Regions from separate parts of the Rattus norvegicus genome. Here region 2 is linked to region 1. Evidence: chromatin contacts called from public Hi-C data. All regions are on one chromosome and are shown on one strand. The core of a region is the stretch at or near the end of the contact, and the rest is flanking DNA. Distances in the headings are between cores, read along the strand shown.

The links. A called contact is a pair of places that touch in the nucleus more often than the background predicts.
Region 2: a contact with region 1 is called in a Hi-C map of Schwann cells, with 7 times the contacts expected there. The contact joins two enhancer-like sites. A contact is called at or near these places in 3 of 12 Hi-C or Micro-C datasets (the A7r5 cell line, Schwann cells and frontal cortex).

What each region holds. Positions count from the first base shown.
Region 1 is chr1:99,195,299-99,198,424 of GRCr8, reverse strand. All of the region lies in intron 6 of Zfp536 (zinc finger protein 536), which reads left to right. Among named protein-coding and RNA genes, the nearest start is that of Zfp536, 400 kb to the left of the region's middle. Within about 2 kb of position 1,669, at least 2 of the 93 cell types and tissues checked have an H3K27ac peak or open chromatin away from gene starts, as enhancers often do. A contact at or near this core is called in Schwann cells, where this site is marked.
Region 2 is chr1:99,758,424-99,761,549 of GRCr8, reverse strand. No RefSeq gene overlaps it. Among named protein-coding and RNA genes, the nearest start is that of Uri1, 81 kb to the left of the region's middle. Within about 2 kb of position 1,494, at least 2 of the 93 cell types and tissues checked have an H3K27ac peak or open chromatin away from gene starts, as enhancers often do. A contact at or near this core is called in Schwann cells, where this site is marked.

The DNA.
Region 1 (3,126 bases), core at 420-2,919:
TGCACAAAGTCGAAGATGGCTCCCGCTTGCTCCGGAGTTATCAGTCCTTAGCTAGTCTGATTCCTCCCTCACCTGTCCTGCGGCGACGCTGATCTCCTTTGGAAATATTTTCTTCTCCTTTGGAAACACTTGTCTGCTGCTGGCATCTGTTCTCGTCTTCTCTTTGTGGACATAAGAAGGCGAATAAAGCAGTTTTATTTATTTATTTTTGGCAGGTGTCATACTTATCCCAGTACTCCAGGATCCTCTCTGCCTTTTAAATCTGATTCATATTCTCTCTCTCTCCCTCTCTCTGCTTATCTCTGTCTTTCTGTCTGTCTCTCTGTGTATGTCTGTCTCTCTTTCTCTCTGTCTCCCCGTTCTGTGTTTGTGTCTATCTTTCTGTCCTTCTCTATGTCTTTCTCTGTCTCTGCCTCTGTGTATGTTTCTGTATGTCTGTCTCTGTGTCTCTGTTCCTCTATTTCTGTGTGTGTGCATCTGTCTTTCTGTCTCTGCTTGTCTCTGTCTTTCTGTCTGTCTCTTTGTGTGTCTCTGTGTGTGTGTGTGTCTGTCTCTGTGTGTGTTGTGTTGTGTGTGTGTCTTTCTCTGTGTGTCTGTCTCTCTTTCTCTGTCTCCCCGTTCTGTTTGTCTATCTTTCTGTCCTTCTCTGTCTCTGCCTCTGTGTATGTTTCTGTATGTCTGTCTCTGTGTCTCTGTGTCTCCATCTCTCTATTTCTGTGTGTGTGCATCTGTCTTTCTGTCTCTGCTTGTCTCTGTCTTTCTGTGTGTCTGTCTGTCTTTCTGTGTGAGTCTGTCTGTCTCTCTTTCTCTCTGTCTCCCTCTTCTGTATTCTCTGTCCTTCTCTATGTCTTTTTCTGTCTCTGCCTCTGTATATGTGTCTGTATGTCTGCCCCTGTCTCTGTCTCTGTCTCTGTCTGTCTCTGTCTCTCTCTCTCTGCATCTTCCTTTTTGTCTCTGCTTGTCTCTGTCTTTCTGTCTGTCTCTGTGTGTGTCTGTCTCTGTGTGTGTGTCTGTTTCTCTTTGTCTTTGTCTCTGTCTTCCCCTCTGTGTTTGTGTCTATCTTTCTGTCCCTCTCTATGTCTTTCTCTGTCTCTGTCTCTTTGTATGTGTCTGTATGTCTGTCTCTGTGTCTCTGTCTCTGTCTTTCTTTATCTCTCTGTCTTTCTCTGTGTCTCTCTCTAGGATCTCAGTTCATAGCCCAGGCTAGCCTCCACTTCTCAGTCTTCCTGCCCCTGCTTCTCTACTGCTGAGGTTATAGCTGTGTGCCACCAGGTTGAGAACTTCATTAGGTTGTAGAAAAGCGTGCTTCACACACACAAGACTCTTGAGTTTAGTAGCTAGCACAGGAAAAAATGAAAGCACCATAAACTCGGTTTCTAGGACTGTTTTGCTAAGTCCCTGGTTCAGGAACTGGTATTTCCTTGCCCCCACAGGTTCATAGCAGTTAATCCAGTGCCAAGAGTGCTGACCCTCAGCTGTTCCAGGGGAGGTGGGAGGTCCTGAGGCTTCCTTGACAACCAGCAGGAGAAGAATCTGGCTCCCATTATGGGTCGTAGGGAGTTGTAACGTTTCCCACGAGCTCCTCTGGAAGTCTTTCATCTGAGGTCAGCTCTAACCTGGACAGTTTCCTTCGCTTTCATCCCTGTGCTGTGTCTCTGACCTGCTCCTGTGTCTAACTCTGTGTTTCTGCTCTCCCGAGGCTCCCTCGTTTTCAGGTAGCATTGTGGGCTCAGCCCCAGGTGGAATCTGCTTCCTTTCTGGCCTCCATTCCCTGGACTCAGATAAAGGGCCACCCCTGAGAAAGCTGCCAGCCACTGCCTTCAGAGTCTGGGAGCAGCAGGCATTCCCGTGAAGAGCTTGGGCTGCAGGAACAGCTTTTGAGGCTGACCTGAGGTCCCGAGAAACCTTCTTTAGATGCTCTTCTCTCTTCCCCTCCGTAACCTCATTTCCTCTTTCAGCACGCACAGTGTAGACAGATCTTTGCGCCAAAGCACTGCTCTCCAGTCGTAACTTCTATGCCAAGTTTAAAAGTGAGATCCTTCCTAGAAACCCACAGGCGTGCTCGACCTACATAACACCAAAGGGCTGGGGTGGTGGCCTGGGAACAGAAGGTGCCAGGTTCTTTCCCCCCAGCAAGAGCTGCTGGCCTCATGCAGGAATCCAATTGCAGAAGCGACATCAGCCAACAAAAATTTCAAGAAAGTATGACTCATAATTAGTCCTTTTGACATTGTTTCACATCAAAAGATGCACAGTCTGTGTTCTGTGTCCCTCATCCCGAACATGGAAACTGCTGGAGTTTGCACGCACAGAGGGATTTGAAATTTTAAAAGCTGAATAGAGGCTATACACACACACACACACACACACACACACACACACACACACACACAGACGCACACACACAGAGGAATACACATGCATACACACACATAACACACACACCACACACACAGGCACACACACTCCAGTTGGTTTCTTAAAAGTGGATTTAATTAGGTCAGAGAGTCTGTTACTTTGTGTGTGTGTGGGGGGGGGCAGCAACGATCATTTAAACCATATTTTCAAGTTACCATGTTGTGATCTGCTAGACGGTGGTGCTACACAGATTCACAAACGAGAAGTGAGAGCCAAGCAATCTCTCAGAGCCCGAGAGCTTCTTTCTCTCAACTACTGGTTCTCAATGAAAAGAGGCCACTGTCCCTTGCCTCAGAGTTATGGGGTGACACGGCTGGGGCATGTCATACTGACATTTACTAAGATTCCTGAGACCCAGATCCACAGTGAGGTCCCCACCCTTGCCATTGAGCTACCAGCAGCTGTTCCAGACGTGGAGGGTTGGCCCCAGTCAGCCCCAGTGCCATTTCAGTAGCGATTTATAGATGGATGCTGTGAGCAGGGCGGGGTGTGGGGGCTAGGGGGAACCAATGTCACAGGTGCTTCATAATAACGACTGGAACATTTACAGAGTCGGACATTCTGTCATTTAATAAACCCAAAACGAAAAAGCTTTTGTCTGCGAAAGGTGACCAATAGAAAGAGAGTTTGGATTATATGATATCTCATAACTTAATCATATGGCTCTTAAGAGGGGGACATACACAGCTGTGTCTCGCTAATATGCAT
Region 2 (3,126 bases), core at 245-2,744, 560 kb before region 1:
TATTGACAGACAACTACCCTTGTAAGAAGCAGCTGGACGTGGGTCCAGTGAATCCTCTCTGAACTCCAACTCAGAGTCAACCCCTTCTTCTCCATGTCTCTGGATTCTGGGGAAAGAAACAATGTCTTGATTTTTAGAACAGCCAGCTTTCTGTTGATAATAATGATAAAATTATACCTAAAAAAAATAAGCTGGGAAGAGCCTTCCTTATGAGCCTGCTCTTGCTTAATTTTTTTGTTTTTAAATAATTAAACCATGTCAGGCAACATTGTTAAAAATCTTAAGGTTAAAGCATTCCTTCCCCCCCCCCCCCCCGTCTCAAGATTACTCTGCACCCTAGACAAAGGAAATATTTAAACTGTTAAATTTGAACAAAGATGCAGTCTGCATATGACTTCTCTGAAGCCCTATAAAAATTCTTCAAAATTGCCTATTCACTCAAATTTACTGAGTGTAGCAAAAATGTCAAAGGCATAAAGTCAGAGAAGATTGAATAAAATAATGCAGAAAGACAGATTAGTCATGCACAGACCCACACAGCCTTTCAGAGCACACAATACCACTCTTTATTACCGTTCTATCTTTACAAAGACTACGTTCGATACATGGAAGATGATACATGGCCAGCCATGTCATCTGCCTGTGGTTCCAGGACTCATTTATCTGGGCCCTTTTCACAGTGACATTGATGAGAGATCGCAGTGTTTTCGGAGTATTGTTTTATTTATCATATATAATGGCTGGGGAAAAAAATAGGAATTATGTCACCGATAGCACATAAAAGAGTTGCACAGAAGGTTCTGTGACAAAGTTTGGTCAAGCCTAGGACAAGGAGGCTCCTGTCAGCGAGCTTCTCAGATTTCTCCCCTGCTGCCTGCCTCTCTCCCTGACCCCCTGAGTTGAACGCCGCCTCCCCGAGATCTGCGTGCTGATAACGGTTGAGAAATAGACAGAAAATGTTTCATTCGGTCAAATGTCGGATATCCCAGCGCTTGTGAAAACTCTGGCCATTGTGTGTTTTTGTCCAAGTGGAAGGGCCCATTTTAATTACTCCGCAGTCACTGAGCGTGATTTCTGCATTTGCGAAGGGAAGGAGACCGATTATCGGCCACAGTTTTGTGTCTTGCAAATTTAATAAAGAGCAGCCCTTAAGATAGAATTTCGTAGGCTGCCACAATTGACAAAAGCCAGCTATGTTGAAATGTCAACAGCAAGCCTCATCAGCAGGCTGCAATGTTGTGCAATCAAGAGAACACCGTAGCTCCATATAAACAAATGTATAGAATGTGCAGGGGGCAGGGCCTGGGACCCAGGATCTCAGGGCTCAGGAGACAGTGGGCATCAGCTTGCAGTGGGAACATGTTAAGTGATTCTCAGAGGTTAGCGGGGGTGATCCCTTCTTCATCCTCTAGATTGCGGGGAAACTAGAGCTGTCCACACTTCATCAAGACTGTCAGGGAGAGCGGCTGAGCCGGTGACTGACAGCTGCCTTACAGAGTAGGGTGTCTTGCCCTGTGCTCTTTGGGGTGCACCCCATTGCCGTGCCTCTGGTGTGGTGTAGGTGGCGGCGCGTCTCTGGTGGTTGAATCGTAGAACACAGAGCCACCCCCCCCACACACACACACAGACTGAATCTTGAAAACGCTGTCGAGCCCTGTTCTGGGTGCTCGTCCCCTCAGGGAAAGCTTGGGGGCCATGTACACTCCATCCTTGCCTTCTTCCAGCCGACCAACCCTAGTCTTCCCTCCTGAGCCATTTTCCTGTTTGTTCTCTTGAGTTCTATGAAGAAGGCTGTGTGGCTGGGACGGGTCGCACGTGTGAGCCAGTCAGTGCTGCAGTGGGCGAGGTCACGTTTCCTGTGTCCACTGGGGAGCTTTGCTGTGGTCCTGGGCCTTTTTATGTGTCACTGGCCTCTAGTGGACTGGCAGGCTGAATACAGCAAGGATCTCCAAGTGAACAGAGACTCAGAGGCGGGTAAGCCTCCCCGGGGTCAGGAGGCCCCACTGTCTCCAGTTTTACTTTCTCTTCTAGTAGAGACAGTGGATTCCAGGGGTAGAGAGAGAGAGCCAGAGAACGTAGGGTGTCCTCAGGGCTGTTACAGGGACAGCAGAAGTCTTCAGTGGAGAGCTATGCATGTATTGTAGGTATGGAATTTTGGGCCTCATTTGCTATGCAAATGTGTATATAGGCAGACCCTAAACCCTAAATACTGGTAGGTGCTGGGCAAGCTCTCAATCCCTGAACAATGTTCCAGGCATAGGGCCTCAGAAATCTTGCATGGTGTGTGCCAGTCCCATCCTTTGTAATCCCCTTTTGCTCCATTTCTTCTGTCCCTCCTTCCATTCCTTTTCCCTTTCCTCTCTCTTTCCTTTTTCCCTTCCCTCCCTCCTTCCCTTCCTCCCTCGTTCTCTCCTTCCTTCTTTCCTTCCTTCCTTTGCTCTGCTGCCTCTTTGTTCTTTTTTTCTCCTCTTCCTCTTCCTTCCTCCCCTCTCTCCACTGGCCAGGTAAACCTGTGATACTTCAGCCTGCCCCTGGGGCTGGCAGCCATGTGCCAGCCATTCCTGAACTAGCATGTCTACTTCACGCATGAATGATGGCCAGGCACACTCTTGTGGTGCATGCTCAGTAGTGAGTCTGGGAAGAGTGGAAGGGTGAGACCAATCTTGCACCGTGAAGGGGGCCGTGTGCTACCCTCCCTGTGACCAGTACTGGTGCACACTTCTGCCATTATACCATTGCCAGGCACTGCCCAACCGCCCGGATGTTCCTCCCATTCTCTGGGAAGGCTCCAGCAAGCAGATGTCCTGGGGTGGGGGTTGGGGGACAGGGAGCTAGAGAGAAGCAGCAGTCTGCTTCTACGTTGCTGGATTCCTAATGATTCAGACAAGGGAGAAACATGTATTTATATAAAACCAGGCAAGATGACGCATGCCTTGTAATCCCAGCGTTTGAAAGTGGAGGCAGACACTCAAGGACATCCTTGGCTACACCGTGAGTATGAGGCTGGCCTGAGATACAGGAAACGGTCTCAGAAAAATACGTATTTACTTGGAAATCCGAACAGTAGTAGTGAGCAGACCTGGGCTCTACTTCTGTGGAACTTTGGGATATAGGCATAAGTGGATC